Linked DNA regions of Mus musculus: region 1 is linked to region 2. The links are chromatin contacts, called in public HiChIP or PLAC-seq maps. All regions are on one chromosome and are shown on one strand. Each heading gives the region's core, a stretch centred on a gene start, on an enhancer-like site or on the middle of the called end of the contact. The rest is flanking DNA. Distances are from core to core; before and after follow the strand shown.

The links. HiChIP or PLAC-seq counts read pairs in DNA pulled down with a chosen protein or histone mark.
Region 1: a BATF HiChIP or PLAC-seq map of CD8 T cells shows a contact between it and region 2, with 7 read pairs. The contact joins two enhancer-like sites. A contact is called at or near these places in 4 of 39 promoter capture datasets (the 3T3-L1 cell line, 3T3-L1-derived adipocytes and liver), 5 of 484 Hi-C or Micro-C datasets (MC3T3-E1-derived osteoblasts, the NIH/3T3 cell line, embryonic fibroblasts and 2 more), 3 of 115 datasets of contacts at active chromatin or transcription factors (CD8 T cells, cardiomyocytes and embryonic stem cells) and 2 of 9 other capture datasets (adipose tissue and pancreatic islet).

The regions. Positions count from the first base shown.
Region 1 is chr1:90,769,296-90,776,872 of GRCm38.p6, reverse strand. It overlaps Col6a3 (collagen, type VI, alpha 3), which reads left to right. Exons shown (of 44, transcript NM_001243008.1): 40 at 588-1,342; 41 at 3,173-3,436; 42 at 3,823-3,921. Among named protein-coding and RNA genes, the nearest start is that of Gm41918, 9.1 kb to the right of the region's middle. Within about 2 kb of position 5,537, at least 17 of the 459 cell types and tissues checked have an H3K27ac peak or open chromatin away from gene starts, as enhancers often do. A contact at or near this core is called in CD8 T cells, where this site is marked.
Region 2 is chr1:90,676,359-90,682,919 of GRCm38.p6, reverse strand. It overlaps Gm9991 (a long non-coding RNA gene), which reads right to left. Exons shown (of 3, transcript XR_878398.1): 3 at 3,265-4,027. Among named protein-coding and RNA genes, the nearest start is that of Gm9991, 5.2 kb to the right of the region's middle. Within about 2 kb of position 5,084, at least 23 of the 459 cell types and tissues checked have an H3K27ac peak or open chromatin away from gene starts, as enhancers often do. A contact at or near this core is called in CD8 T cells, where this site is marked.

The sequences.
Region 1 (7,577 bases), core at 4,288-6,787, 94 kb before region 2:
TGAACAGAGTTGGGGACTATATTACATTATACATCCTTTCCCCTGTCTCTATCCTTTCTTTTTGTCTTTTTGAGATCTTACTGACTAGTTCATGTTGGCCTAGACCTTACTCAGTAGCCCAGGCTGGTCTCAAACTCGTGGCAATTCTCCTGCCTCATCTTTCCAATGTGTTAGGATTACAAGTGTGAGCCACCCACCTCACCTAATAAGTAGATACTTGATAGTGCAAGCAAATAATACTGATTTTGTTGCATACAACTCAGTTGATTGTTTAAATTAAAACATTGTTAAATATTTATTCTTTTCCCTTTTACTTAGCACCTTTTCTTTTCCATTGAAAATGGGGTAACAGATTTATGAATAATTAATGTAATTATTTCAAATAATTCTATTTTAATATTCTGTGCAATATTTTCTTAGAGGCAGACTCTGAAAGTAAGAGCTATAGTATATGTAACATTATAGAAGGTTTATAGAAACCAGCACCTTCATGCTGTTAAACAGCAAGTTCCCTGTAGATCATAGGGTTATGACTCTATAGCATGCAAAAGTATGGCTATAGGTAATGTTTGATTTGTTTTTAACAGAAACCCTCCACATACTGCTAATTCAAGTCTTACATCCAAAGTTGTGACCACAATGAAGCCAGTGACAACGACCAAACCAACAGCAATTGTAAACCTGCCACCTGCTAAGCCAGCCCCAGCGAGGCCAGCCCCTGCTCAGCCAGTTCTTGCTAAGCCAGACCCCGCAAAACCAGCCCAAGCAAGGCCAGCCCCTGCTAAGCCAGCTTCTGCTAAGTTGGTGCCTCCTCAGCCAGTCCATGTTCAGCCAGCCCCTGCCCAGACAGCTTCTGTAAGACCAGCCCCCGCTAAGCCAGCCCCTCCTCAGCCAGCTGCTGCTAAGCCAGTCCCTGCTAAGCCAGCAGTCCCTGCTCAGCCAGCCCCTCCTCAGCCAGCTGCTGCTAAGCCAGTCCCTGCTAAGCCAGCAGTCCCTGCTCAGCCAGCCCCTCCTCAGCCAGCTGCTGCTAAGCCAGTCCCTGCTAAGCCAGCAGTCCCTGCTCAGCCAGCCGCTGCTCAACCAATGCCTGCTCAGCCAGTCCTTACTAAATCAGCCGCTGTGAAACCAGCCTCTGCCAACAAGCCTGTGGCAGCCAAACCTGTGGCCACGAACACAGCCACAGCCACAGCCAGACCTGCATTAGCAGCGAAGCCTGCTGCAGCGAAGCCTGCAGCAACGAGACCCCTTGCTGCTGCCATAAGGCCAGTTGCTACCAAGCCAGAGGCCCCCAGGCAACAGGCCAAACCAGCTGCCACCAAGCCAGCCACTACTAAGCCCTTGGGTAAGAAAGCCTGCTTAGAGACACCATCTTTTATGCCTGCATTTAATACTCCAAGGACATGGCCCTGGAAGCTGGTCTACAGGGTAGGCTGATGACCCAAGGTGGGCATAGTTACATAATAGACCTTAGAAGATGCTAGCCAGACATAGGGTTGTCCACATATTGCTTTTCTCTGCATCGTGAAGCAGTTTTCCCTTGTACAACCTCTCAAGGATGCTGGGGTCCTGAGGAAGACTGATGCTTCCTGTACGTTCAGCCCTGCTTCCCTGGCTGTAGCTTCTCTGCTGTAGAGCCCCATCCTGGTTCTCTGGCTCTTCAATATTTCTGTCCCTATCTTCCATGGTATTCCCTGAGCCTTAGGAACAGAGGCTGTGTTTTAGATGTTATCAACTAGAGCAGGACACTCCATGGTCAGTTGTTCTCCCAATTTTCTCACTGTGATGAATTGTTTCTGCTGCAAAAAGAAGCATCTTTGATGAGGGGTGAAAGCTATGCTTATCTGTGGGTATAAAGATAGGTGTTTAGAAATCACATGGCAGCATAGTAGGCTCTTCTCTGGGTCCCATGGCCTCACCATCCATGGGCAGCTGACGAGGTCCTATGATGCTCTCATCTATAAAGTTCAACCTCAAGAACCCTGTAATAGAGCCATACAAGAAATGTTTTGAAATATTTTAAGTAAGCTTATGATTTTATGTTGGGCCATACCCACAGGTATCCTTGGTTGCATTGTAGAATGTGGGCTATGCGTTGAGTGCTCCTGACTCCGAGTGAGAGAGAAAGGAGAAGCTTGCCATTTTGTTCTGGTTAGGCAGCAGAGTGGAGTCTTTTTCTCTCTCCCTCCCTCCCTCCTTCCCTTATTTCCTCCCTCCCTCCTTCCCTCCCTCCCTCTCTTCTTTTCTTTTTTCTTTGCCTGCCTGCCTGCCTTCCTTCCTTTCTTTCTTCCTTCCTTCCTTCCTTCCTTCCTTCCTTCCTTCCTTCCTTCCTTCCTTCCATACTTCCTTTTTTGCTGGAACTAAACTTGCTCCCCTTCTAATGTGACTCAGAAAGATCAAAGCTGGTCCTGTGCTAATCTATTCCTTCTTTCCAAAAGGGATGTGGTCACAGAAAGGGGCCTCACACTGAGTATTGTGGCAGTATCAGGGGTTGGTTCAATAAAGTGAGAAATGACACCTCAGAAACTCAGTTCTCCCTCAGAGGCTGACCAGCATGTTCATTCTGACCCAAGAAAAGCACTTTCCTGATTTTATGTGTGTGTGTGGAGGGGGGGGGGGATGGGGATGAGTTAATGAGACTCAGGGGGGTATAATTGTTAGCTTTTCTGAGAAGATGTAAGAAGATTCTACAGAATGTCATAATCTATAAATGAAGATGAATCTAGAATATATGTGCTCATGAAAAAGTAGGAATTATCTTTACCTATGAGCAGACAGAGAGCTGAGACAGTATGTTCTTGTCATAGCCTACAACACCATGATTTTTCATGTTTGCAATCCTAGAGCTGGTCTTGTACTGCACATGTAACTTCCTACTAGCATGCTGGAGCTTACATTTCAAAGTATCTTCTTCACAAGGGATTTTTGATAGAAAAAATGAAGGTAGTCACTTATGTACCTTGTTGATGAATAAAGATGCGTTTGAGTCACTATGCTCTTACATGCCAGGCAGGCTGGTGGAGGATGTTACTGGTGAAGGGGACACTAGCTCCCTTTCTTGGCGAGCTTCAGGCCAGCCGTCCACCAACATCTCCCAGATCTCTTCTGAAGCTCCCACATGTGCTCCTGTTGTGAGGAGTTTTACTTTTATAAACTCTGCACTCTGATCTTTCAGCGAGAGTGTCCCGAGAAGTCCAGGTCTCTGAAGTCACGGAGAACAGTGCCAGACTCCACTGGGAGCGGCCCGAGCCTTCCAGCTCCTTTTTTTATGACCTCACTGTAACCTCGGCCCACGACCAGTCCTTGGTTCTGAGACAAAACCTCACTGTCACTGACCGTGTCATCGGAGGCCTACTGGCTGGACAGCTGTACCATGTCGTAGTGGTCTCCTACCTGCAGTCTCAGGTCAGGGCCATCTACCAAGGAAGTTTCAATACGAGTAAGTACTGACAACTTGAGAGCACTTGGGTCTTGATTTCTACATGGTATACCAAACAGGATATAAAACAATGATGCCTTGAGTCCATTCTGAAGCACAGACACAATTAAGTACAATCCATCAATCTTGGGTACTTAGGCTACACCCTGAAAATCAAAATCACAGCAACAGCATAGGAGACAGGGTTCCCTGTGCCATATGCTCTCATTCTTGGTTCCTGGGACCCTTTAAGGGGGAGACCAGATTTGCTCTGCCTTAGCCTATCATGTCTAGGTGGCATGTGGGAAATGGGGACCTGGATCCTGGCGAGGAAGATAGTAGGATCTCTGTTGCCACTTTTAGTTTCCGAGTCAACTACTAGTTGGTTGTATTTTCTTTTCTTATAGAGAAAACCCAGCCTCCACCTCTTCAGGCAGCACACCGAGCATCCAGTTCAACCATCAACCTCATGGTGAACACAGAACCATTGTTTCTCACTAAAACAGGTAAGTCGTGGCAGTACTAGGTCCCCTAATGGACTTCAGAAAGCATTCTGAGACCAGGGAGAAGTACTGCTTAATGGCTTGCAAACCCTTTGAAATTGAGGCCACCTGCCTGAGACTAAATCACATGACTTCCATGGGATCAGTTCCAAAGGGGTCCTCAGCTGCTGGGTTTCATCTCACTCTACATGGTCTTGGTTTCAAAAGCAGAGGAACCAAGCTTGTCACCATAGTGTTAGAAGAAGCTGGCTGGAGCTGCTTCTGAGCCCATGGCTATTATGCACGGCTCCACCAGTCACTTCCTCTGTGTTATGTTGAAACTGGCTAGGGTTGACTTGTGGTCTGTAGTGCTGCAAAGAATAAAGTTTCATTCACTTACCGAGTCATCTATAAGACACTGCTTAGGAGACCCAAGGTAACCAGACTGGATCCTGCAGAACATGTGGATTCAGATATATTTTCAGTTCTCAAAATGCCACATCTAGGCTTGGTCTTGTATTCCACTTTCCTGGATACCTGAGCACAGAGTGTGTCTGTTAGTGACAGGAAAGATTGCTGTTTTTGGGATACAAGTCTGAGAACCTGTAACCCTCCCTCCCTCTATATAAGTTGCTTTTCTATTGCTATGACATGTTCTTGTCATGTGGTCACTTGGTCATGACCAAGGCAACTTATAGAAGAAAGAGTTTATTTTGGGGGTCACAGTTCCAGAGGAATAAGGGTCTGTGATGATGGAACAGAGGTAGGAGGCTGCAGGCAGCTGGAGTAGCAGAGAGATCCTATCATGATCCACAAACAAGGGGCTTAGAACTCATTGGGGCTGATGGAAGGCTTTTAAAGCTTGAAAGCTTACCCGTGACACACCTTCTCCAGCAAGACCATACCTCCTAATCTCTCCTGAGCAACCGGGGACTGTCTTAGGCTGGGTTACTGTTGCTGTGATGAAACACCATGACCAAAGCAACTTGGAGAGGAAAGGCTTTATTGGGCTCACGCTTCCATATCACTGTTCATCACCAAAGGAAGTCGGGACAGGAACTCAAACAGGGCAGGAACCTGGAGTCAAGAGCTGATGCAGAGACCAGGGAGAAGTACTGCTTAATGGCTTGCTCCCTATGCATGGCTTGCTCAGCCTGCTTTCTTATAGAACCCAGAACCACCAGCCCAGGGATGGCACCACCTATAATGGGATTGCCCTCCACCATCAATCACTAATTAAGAAAATGCCCTACAGGCCTGCCTACAACCCAATCTTATAGCGGCATTTTCTTACTTGCAGTTCCCTCCTCTCAGATGACTTCAGCTTGTGTCAAGTTGTCCCAAAACTAGCCAGACCAGGGACCAAACACATGTTCAAATATTTGAGCCAATGGGAGCCATTCACATTCACATAACACTTTCATTTAGCAGAATGGAGGCTTGGCTAACTAGCTTTGAGGAAGTGACTACACAGTGATCAATTTGTTTGACTTAGGCACCAAAGGCGCCATTAACTGACATGAGAACTCAAAATCCTGTGAGACTTTAGTTATGGTACTGTTTCATAGTCCTCAGAGTGCAAGCCCCTGCTTAGCATGGAGATTGTCTGATGCCTTCTGGCCAGTCAGGAGGAACAGGATGCCTCTCAATACGTGCTTTCTTTCTGAGTCATCATTCATAAGCAGCCTTTGTAACTGCCTTTGTAACTGTACTAGACGGAAGAGCTACTACCATTGTCATTTAACAGCAAGCGACTGCATGGTGTCCAATGTCTCTAGCCTTTCCTGTGAAAGGCTAGCAGAAGAATAGGGAGTTTTTCCAATAGAAATTTTTGGGACTGAGGGAGGTGGGGCTCCATACAGGTGGTGGTAATTAACTACAACTGCTGAGAGATTCTATAAAAAGCCTTGAAGAAATTTAATGCTATGGTGTAAATGCAAACTGGAAAAGTGAAGTAGGTGGGTGAAGTGAGAGTTGGTTGGGGGAGGGGGAGGAGGGAGAGGAGGAGGGGGAAGAGGAAGGAGGAGAAGAGGAAGGAGGAAGAAGAGGGAGGAGGGAGGAAGGGGAGGAGGTAGAGGAGGCGGGGGAGGAGACGCCACTGCTCATCAGTTTCTGCTGTCCACACCAAAGACTACAGACAGACTTTTGTCTCCTGCCTGGTTCTACCCTGCAGCTCACAGTCTATTCTGGTCTATTCTTAAGCCACCATGGTAAGGATGCCCCAACATGAATGCTGACCTCAAAAGAAAGCCACATCTCTGTGGCTGGGGTTTTCTTGGATTTTCCTTCAAGATACTGTCACAGGGTCAGGGAGATTGCTCAGTGGGTAAAGCACCAAGGGTGTAAGCTTGAGAACCCAAGTTTGAACCCCAGAGCCCCTGTAAATGCGGAAAGAGAGAATCAACTTCACAACATTTGCCTTTGACTGCCAAACTCATGCCACGGCCCACCCCTCTCCTGTCATGTTCCCATGCACAATAACAAGTAAAATTAGGGGAAAAAAACCCCCAAAACCAAACACCAGCCAAAGAAGACCCAGAATACATTCACTTCAAAGACACAGAAAGCTGTGTGTTTAATCTGATTCCCTCTTCCTAGCTTTCGTCTCTGAGTATGGAAAATGTAAAATTTCCAGCAAACTCTTGTTTCATTGAGAGACTTGGAGGAACTCCTAGACAGCAAGATTCAGGGATAAGTTGGTTTCTTTATGTGTGCCGCTGAAGGCTGAGACTGTATAAACAGTGTTTAGTTAGCGTAAACAACATAATCTTTAAACACTAATCTGGGTCAGGCTGTTCTGTTTTTAAATGTGGAGTTGCTGCTTCCAGAATCAGGGAAGGATTTTCTCCACAGACATGTAACACTGTCTGACAAAGAGGGGAGATTTGGGTTTTGTTTGTAACGGGGACCCACGTTCCTGTCAAGGCCGCAGAGCATTTGTTTGCGGGTGAATCTAAAATCTGTCTCCTTCCCACTGATGGTGGTGAGGTAGTCTGAGGATGCAGGTGAATGTCTGTGTCTTCTTGACAAAGCCCGACAAGGGCAGAGGAGTCTGACTCCATGTCTCCCAGCTCAAGCGTGTCCTTTTGCTAGAGAACTGTGCTTCCAGAAGACCCTGCCTCGAGGTGAAGGTTGATTCTGCTGGTAGACCTCCAACAGCATCCACACCTTGCCTTTCAAGGCTCTAGACTTTGCAGCATTACGTTTGAAATGGTTAGAATTTGTATTTTGAAAACCAAGCAAAGCAAACCTTCCTTAAAATCTCCACTTTACCCTTTGCTTCCCTTAGCTCTCAAATATTACAATGCAGCCACTTTTAAGTAGTAAGGTTACTGTCTATTAAAGCCACTTAGCAACGACTGAACAAGTCCTTCAGTATTGTCTTACTCGAGGAAAGCAAGGAGGGCGCTTTGTGAGGGAGAGCCTTGAGTCAGGTTGGTAGCCACTCCCACAAACGTGCAGATTATCTGATCCTGAGCCTTTGTTGAAAGAAGGCTTAGACTTTCAGACTTCTAGATTAAAACATTTTACATGCACACGTCTTTCCCAGCAAACTCCAGCGTTTGCCAGAAAGTTCTGTAAACAGAAGTCTTGCTGTTCTCAAACTGTCAATTTACCTCTGTAGGCATCTAGGGGACCCAGCCTTATTTTGCAACTGGGCTCCAGCAGGCGTGTGCATT
Region 2 (6,561 bases), core at 3,835-6,334:
GTGCCCTCAGATAAAACTGACACCTCCAGGGAAAACTTCATTTGAAAGCACATCCATGGAACTTCACACAATAAGAACTGAAAATATTATGCACCAGGCATGCATGACACAACTTAGAGATAGCGGTTGACCAGATGACCCAAACAGTCCTGCCTTTTATCTCCGTGAGTCCAGAAGAAAAGGTTGGGCAGGCCTGTGCTAGGATCAATTTCACAAGCATCTTGCAGAGTCTTGTGTCTGTTTTACTTGGATTCGCAGTTCTGGTAACTCCAGCAGCACAATGCCCGTGGATCTGGTTCACACATCATAATCACAACACACCCTTGACAGTGAACCTGCCCACTTTTTGACCTAGTTCCTAGGCCCAAGTTCCCAAGCTCTGAGTGTACCACCATCCCTCTTTGCTGCTGGGAGACACTACATATCTGCTTTACTAGGACTTCCTATACGCACATTTTTTTTTTAAAGCAGCAGAGCCTACCCCCTCCCCCACTAATTGGAACTTTTCAAGGTAGTTGGCTATTTTGCAAACATCTTTTCATGTATCAAATGTGCTTGCACAGCACCTTAGGCAGGGACAGTTCCCACTCCACTGCATGGGGTAGTTCCTGGCTAGCTTCCTGCCCCACAGGAACATCTTTTTGTTGTCCCAGATGGTTTTTATGTCACCTTCTCACAAACTAGAATCATCTGAGTTGAGGGAACTTAAATTGAGAAAATGTTTTCTTAAGATCTCATTCTGGAGCTGGGTGTGGTGGCGCACGCCTTTAATTCCAGCACTTTGGGAGGCAGAGGCAGGTGGATTTCTGAGTTCGAGGCCAGCCTGGTCTACAGAGTGAGTTCCAGGACAGCCAGGGTTACACAGAGAAACCCTGTCTCAAAAAAAGCAAACAAACAAACAAACAAATAAAAGACCACATCCTGGAAGATCCTGCATTAGCTCCTGCCTCCAGGCTAGCAAACGTGTGTTGGAATTCCTGCCCTCACTACTTTTGATGATGAACTGTTAAACGGAAAAAACAAGGAAAACAAACCCTTTCCTGCCCAAGTTGTGTTTTCTCATAGTGTCTCATCTCAACACTAGTGATGCTAGCCAAGTTTCCTATGATATTTGTCTATCTGGACCACATATTCTTCCATTTCTTCTCATCCTTTTCTTCATAGAAGTGAGTCCACCTGGCCAGATCACCTTGACAGAGCATCTTCTGTCAAATGTCCCCTTTTAATTTAACTATTTACTTTATTTTTACTTATGCTTGCTTGTGTATATGTCTGTATATGCATGGCCAAATGAAGATGTTGGATCACCTAGGTCTGGAGTTACAGGTTGCCAGATGAAGGTGCTGGGAATAGAATTCCAGTCTTCTGTAAGAGTATCAAGTGCTCGTATCTGATGAGCCATCTCTCCAGCCCATTCAAATGCTCTGTAGGCTCAAAAAAAAAAAAAAAAAAAAAAAAAAACAAACAAACAAAAAAAACAACTCTCCCCTGCCCACACGTACCTGCCTGGGCCTAAAGCCTGGAAACAACTGGCCCTGAAGGTAATACTGAGACCAGAGTATCTTCATCCAGGTAAGGATAAAAGTGCCCTGTCTGGTAGAAAAATGCCAGCTCTGAGATTGTAGAGGTGGAGTTCCAGGATCAAAGGCCTTGATCTTGGCTCCAGTTGAGCACCTCAGGGGGGCCTCTGAACACCTCCCCTCTCCCACACTCAAACCTTCCCTAGACCAGATAAACCACAATCATTGGTGCAGAGCAGCAGAGCTGAGAACTATCTGTCACACTAGAGAGGAAGTAGAGTGCTCCAGGGCAAGCCAGGAGATTTTGCCCCAAGGGGAGGGAGCAGACACAACAACCTGTGTAGATGGTTACAAAGCATGCTGGCACCTTTTCTATGCCTTTCCAAGGTTTTCTAAAATGAAACCAAAAATACAGCCTCAAATCCTGGAAGAGCAAAACGCAAAGATGTTCATTTGGATAGACACATCTCTAAACTGCCACCAAGCTGAGGATTCTATTTATATAGTGTTTTCTCCAGTTGTTAGCAGCAAAGGCAGCTGAGTCCTCAGCTACTGGAGTTGCAAGACTAGCCAGCTTAGGAAAGCACAGATGCTCCAGAGAATTATGGAGGATTCTTATTCAAACAATTAGCAAAACAGTTTCTGATTTGTTTTAATGGCTTGATGCTTCCTGAAAGGCTGCCATCCTGGGCCTTTCCCCTGGGAACAGTTATCAGGCAATCCTTCTGGAAGAAATCCCCAGTGCTGTAGCAATGTTCTCAGCACTGAGCCTTCCAGAAGAGGCTCAAGAAGACTTAAGGAATAAACATAATTAGGTTCAGGAAGTAAACAACTCACAAGTCCCAGGAAGTTCCTGAGATTACAGGATTCATCAGCACCCCCCCCTCCTGCCCCCAGGGTTATACAAGCAGTAACAACTGCTCAGTAGAAAAGACTCTCTGGCAGACCCAGTGACCTTCAAAGCCATGCAGGGAGCTTCAGGAACTCATCCTCTATGAACTGTCATCTATGTTTGCAATGGGCTTCTTGGTGATAGAGTGGCCTTTGAGCCACTTATGCTCCTATAAATAATCCCAATAAACTGGTTCACTAAGCTAGACTTGGGTAGAATGTGTTCTTTAGTGTGTTGTCTGTGCCCTGTCTGGGATGAATAGACATTTCATCACCTCTCCCTAGGGTCAGTCACATGACAGCCATTTACTTGCCTCCTAGTGATTACTACCCTGCTTTAATTTCTTCTAAGAACACTGACTAGTGATGGATGACTGAGGATCTCCCTTCTGCATGTTAATTAGATACGTTATGCAATGCTTGGATTTACTTGTTTTTGAAATCCACTAAGGAAAAAATCAGAATTCTTCAGGAAAGAATGAAATTCCTCCAGGTGTGTTCTTTGGGTTCTACGATGGAACATAGGATCTGCTTCCAGCTGCCATGGGGCATCATGCACACACACACACACACACACACACACACACACACACACACATGTGCACACTCATACACATGCCATGGCACTTGTGTGGTGCTTAGAAGATAACTTTTGGAAGTCAGTTCTCTCCTTCCATAGTGTGTTCCAGGCATAGAATTCAGATAATCGGGCTTACATAGCAAGAGCTTTTATTTTCTGAGCCATCTCATAAGCCAGACAGCAAATATTTTAACCAAGTTCACATAAGCTTTCAGGAGTGATCTTGGTAGGAAGCAGGCACCTTGGGGAGAATTTTCCATTTTCTTCATGAATTGTCCTTCAATGTTTGCCCAGAACAGTAGAAAGCACATTTAAGGATGCCGAGAAGGATAGATGTGAGCTCCTATGACTTCCTGTTGTTGTGGTAGCTAAGATACTCTCAAGTGCGGTCCAGCACAGCTGCAATGCTGTCAAGCAGAGATGACCACAACCTTCTCTGTAGTCCTGCAAGTCTCTCACACCCGGGACACAGGCACGACCCTTTTCCTTTCTATAATATTTGATTTCCTGTCAAGGGGCTAAGCCAACGGAGCCAAGGGTCCAGATGTTCCCACTACTCCCATCAGTGGCCCCGCCTCCCCCCACCTGCACTGAGACCTCTTGCTCCAGGGAGATGCATCTTCCCTGTGTACATTTGACACCATCTGGAGACACAAATGCGTGACTCCTATTGCCTTCCCTATGCGCAGCAGACTCTGCACTAGGAATGAGTTATAGTTTTTATTTGTTTCTTTCTCTTTCCCTCGAGTCTTTGCTGTACCTTTGCATTAGCAATGTAACACACATGGTGAGAGGCTTTCAGATACAGGAAAGCATGGAGATGATCAGAACCTCCTCTGAAAGCAGCATCTTGCCAGGGCTTCCGGTGATACTCTGACATTTGTACTCTGGGCTGGGTGACACGTGCAGCTTGACATGTAGGCAGAAGACATGGTCTGCAGTAGGACCGGATGCTGCCTTTTTGGTTGACCTTGGTGTCTGGAAGGCTTAGGAATTATCTGCATTTCAGTAGGAATGCAAAGGGTCAGCTTCAGATCTGGGGGTGGAAGATAGATAATAAATTCCCATCTCCACAGACATCCATGCCACAGCTGGAACTGGTGAGCTAGCATTATGATCTTCTCTGTGGCTTTCCTCCCTAAATGTTATTTCCCTAACTCCCTAAATGTTAGCTGGAAACAGGGGAGGGTGGTCAGGAATATCCAGGTGAGCTCAGACATGGTCATACACATCCTTATGAAAGGAGCACCGGGAGATGTGACATACATGGGGAGAAGCTCACATGACCCTGGAGGCAGTGATGGAAGTGAGCCAAGCCCAAGTCAACACCAGAAGCTGGAGAAGGAGGGGGAGGCTTCTCCTCTGCAGTGTCCAGAGGGATGGAAGCCTGTCTGTATCGTGGGTTGCCACTTATTTCAGACTTCTAGTCTCTTTGTTACTTTAAGCCAACAAGAATGTGGCAGTTCATTGCAGAAATTACAGAAAATCAAGGAATCAAACAGAATAGGCCCTGGTATGGAGCCAGGTCCTGGACCCAAAACACACCCAGTGTCAGAAATCAGGAAGTCAGACAGACAAACAAAAGGATAGAAAAGAGGGGTAGAATCAGGATCCAGTGCACTTCAGGTCCCTCCCAATATATAATTCTCCTCTTTGTGTTTCCAAAAGCTACATGTCCTGGGGCTCAGAGATGTGGTTCCATCTCAGCACAGATTCGTACTGAGGGAGCTGCATGCTATCCAACCTGTGAGGATTCAGACAAAGCCCTTCAGGCATATGGCTCTCCAGAGTGTCCAAACGTGAAGCTGACACCTCAAGAAAGAACCATGTCCTGTCAGAATGAAACAGGGATGTGCCTGAGATGCCAGGGGTGGGTGGTAGCACCCATGCACTGGCTCTGAGGGAGCAGGGTTAATGGCTCAGAAGTGGACTCATGTATTAGTCAGCCTTTCAGCACTGTGACAGGATCCTTGATGTCTATACCTTAAAAGGAGGATTTGGGTTTGTGGCTTCAGAGGTTTTGTGGGCCCCATTGCTATGGACCTGTGATAAGGCAGAACATAACCATGGAGGGAGGAGCTGTGTGGTGGATGCTGCTCACCCCAGGGAAACCAAGAAGCAGAAACAGGGGCAAGATAGACCTTTCAAAGACATGCCCCTGGTGACTCACCTCTTCCAACCAAACCCTCTCTCCTTCTAGTCCCTTTAGGTTATGAACTCATTAGTAGGGTAATTCATTGGTAAGGTTGAAGTCAGAGTCCTCACTGAATCAGATCATTGATGAAGCCCGAGTCTTTATGATCCCTTCAATTCCCAGCAGCACTCTCACCTGGGGATGAAGCCTTTGGAGGAGCACTTCATGTTAGAGTTTGAATATGAAACTTACCTCTTATGCTCATGTTTTGAATACCTCATCCCAAGCTGGTAGCACTAATTTTAGAGGAAACTTAAGGAGGTGGCATCTAGCTGGATGAAGGTCCCTGGGTGTGGGTTCTAGGGACTATATTCTCTCTGGTGTCTTTACCAACCCCCTTCCTGCCTCCTGTTGGCAAAGGGGTGAGTAGCAGCCCCTTTCACAGACTCCTGACACCAGGATGATGCTCTCCCCATACTCATGGGGAAGAGTAACCATGGGCTGAACCCTCTAAAACCACCAGCCAGGATAAATCCTACTCCCTCAAAGGGTCTTTAGAGGGATTTGGTCTCAGTGATAGGAAAAGTGAAATAACACACCCCACATCTAAGCCACTCACAGCCATTTCTAGAATATCCTATCCATCCCCCCTTGTATGTCATATTTCATTAGACGTTAGTTGACTCCTAAGGGAACTTGATGGTGAGTTTGCTCTAAGGGTCTCTCAGTGGCCTTCCTCTGTCCTGGAGATTTCCCCTTGAGGTGTTTGTGCTTGCCACCAGACCCCCTTGGGTCCCTGACTGAACTGGCCAGAGAGCAGCTGTGTGTTGCTCTCAGATTTCTTACAGAATGCTGACATCATGTACAGTCCTCCCCAGAAACACAAGAGCCAGGTGGGTATGAGGCAGAACACCCCACTGATAATTCCAGGCTGCGGCAGTGGGTGGGAGCCAGAAACTGAGAACTGAGGTGGAAGTAGCTGACTGGGCTGGGGGTGGGGACTTCCTGTCTGAGCCTGTGAATGATAGGACAAACCTTCCAGACTTCAGGTGGGGGAGGCTGCTACCCCGGGTTTGTGGGCAATCAGTTACCCTTTCCTCAAAGGCAACGCTGTGAGAGCTGTTGCCCGAGAACAGACTCCCTCCCTTTCCCAGAGCTTGGACAGCTGCCAGAGCCTGTCTTCTGGTCCCACAGTCCTGGACTGATAGAGAGCTTTCGGCCATGGAACTGAGAAAGTATCTGACCTTAGTGGAAAAAGCCATCACATCTCCTAAAAAAAACCTGCTCTTCCTCCAAATGCCAATGAGATAAACACTTCCATTCTCCAAGTGGAGTCTCTTCCAGGCAGGAATAGCTGCTCGTTAAGTTTTCTGCCTTACACTTGTGGTTTCAATCCCCATTGGGAAGTTTTGACCATTTGCTGGGTGGGGATGGGT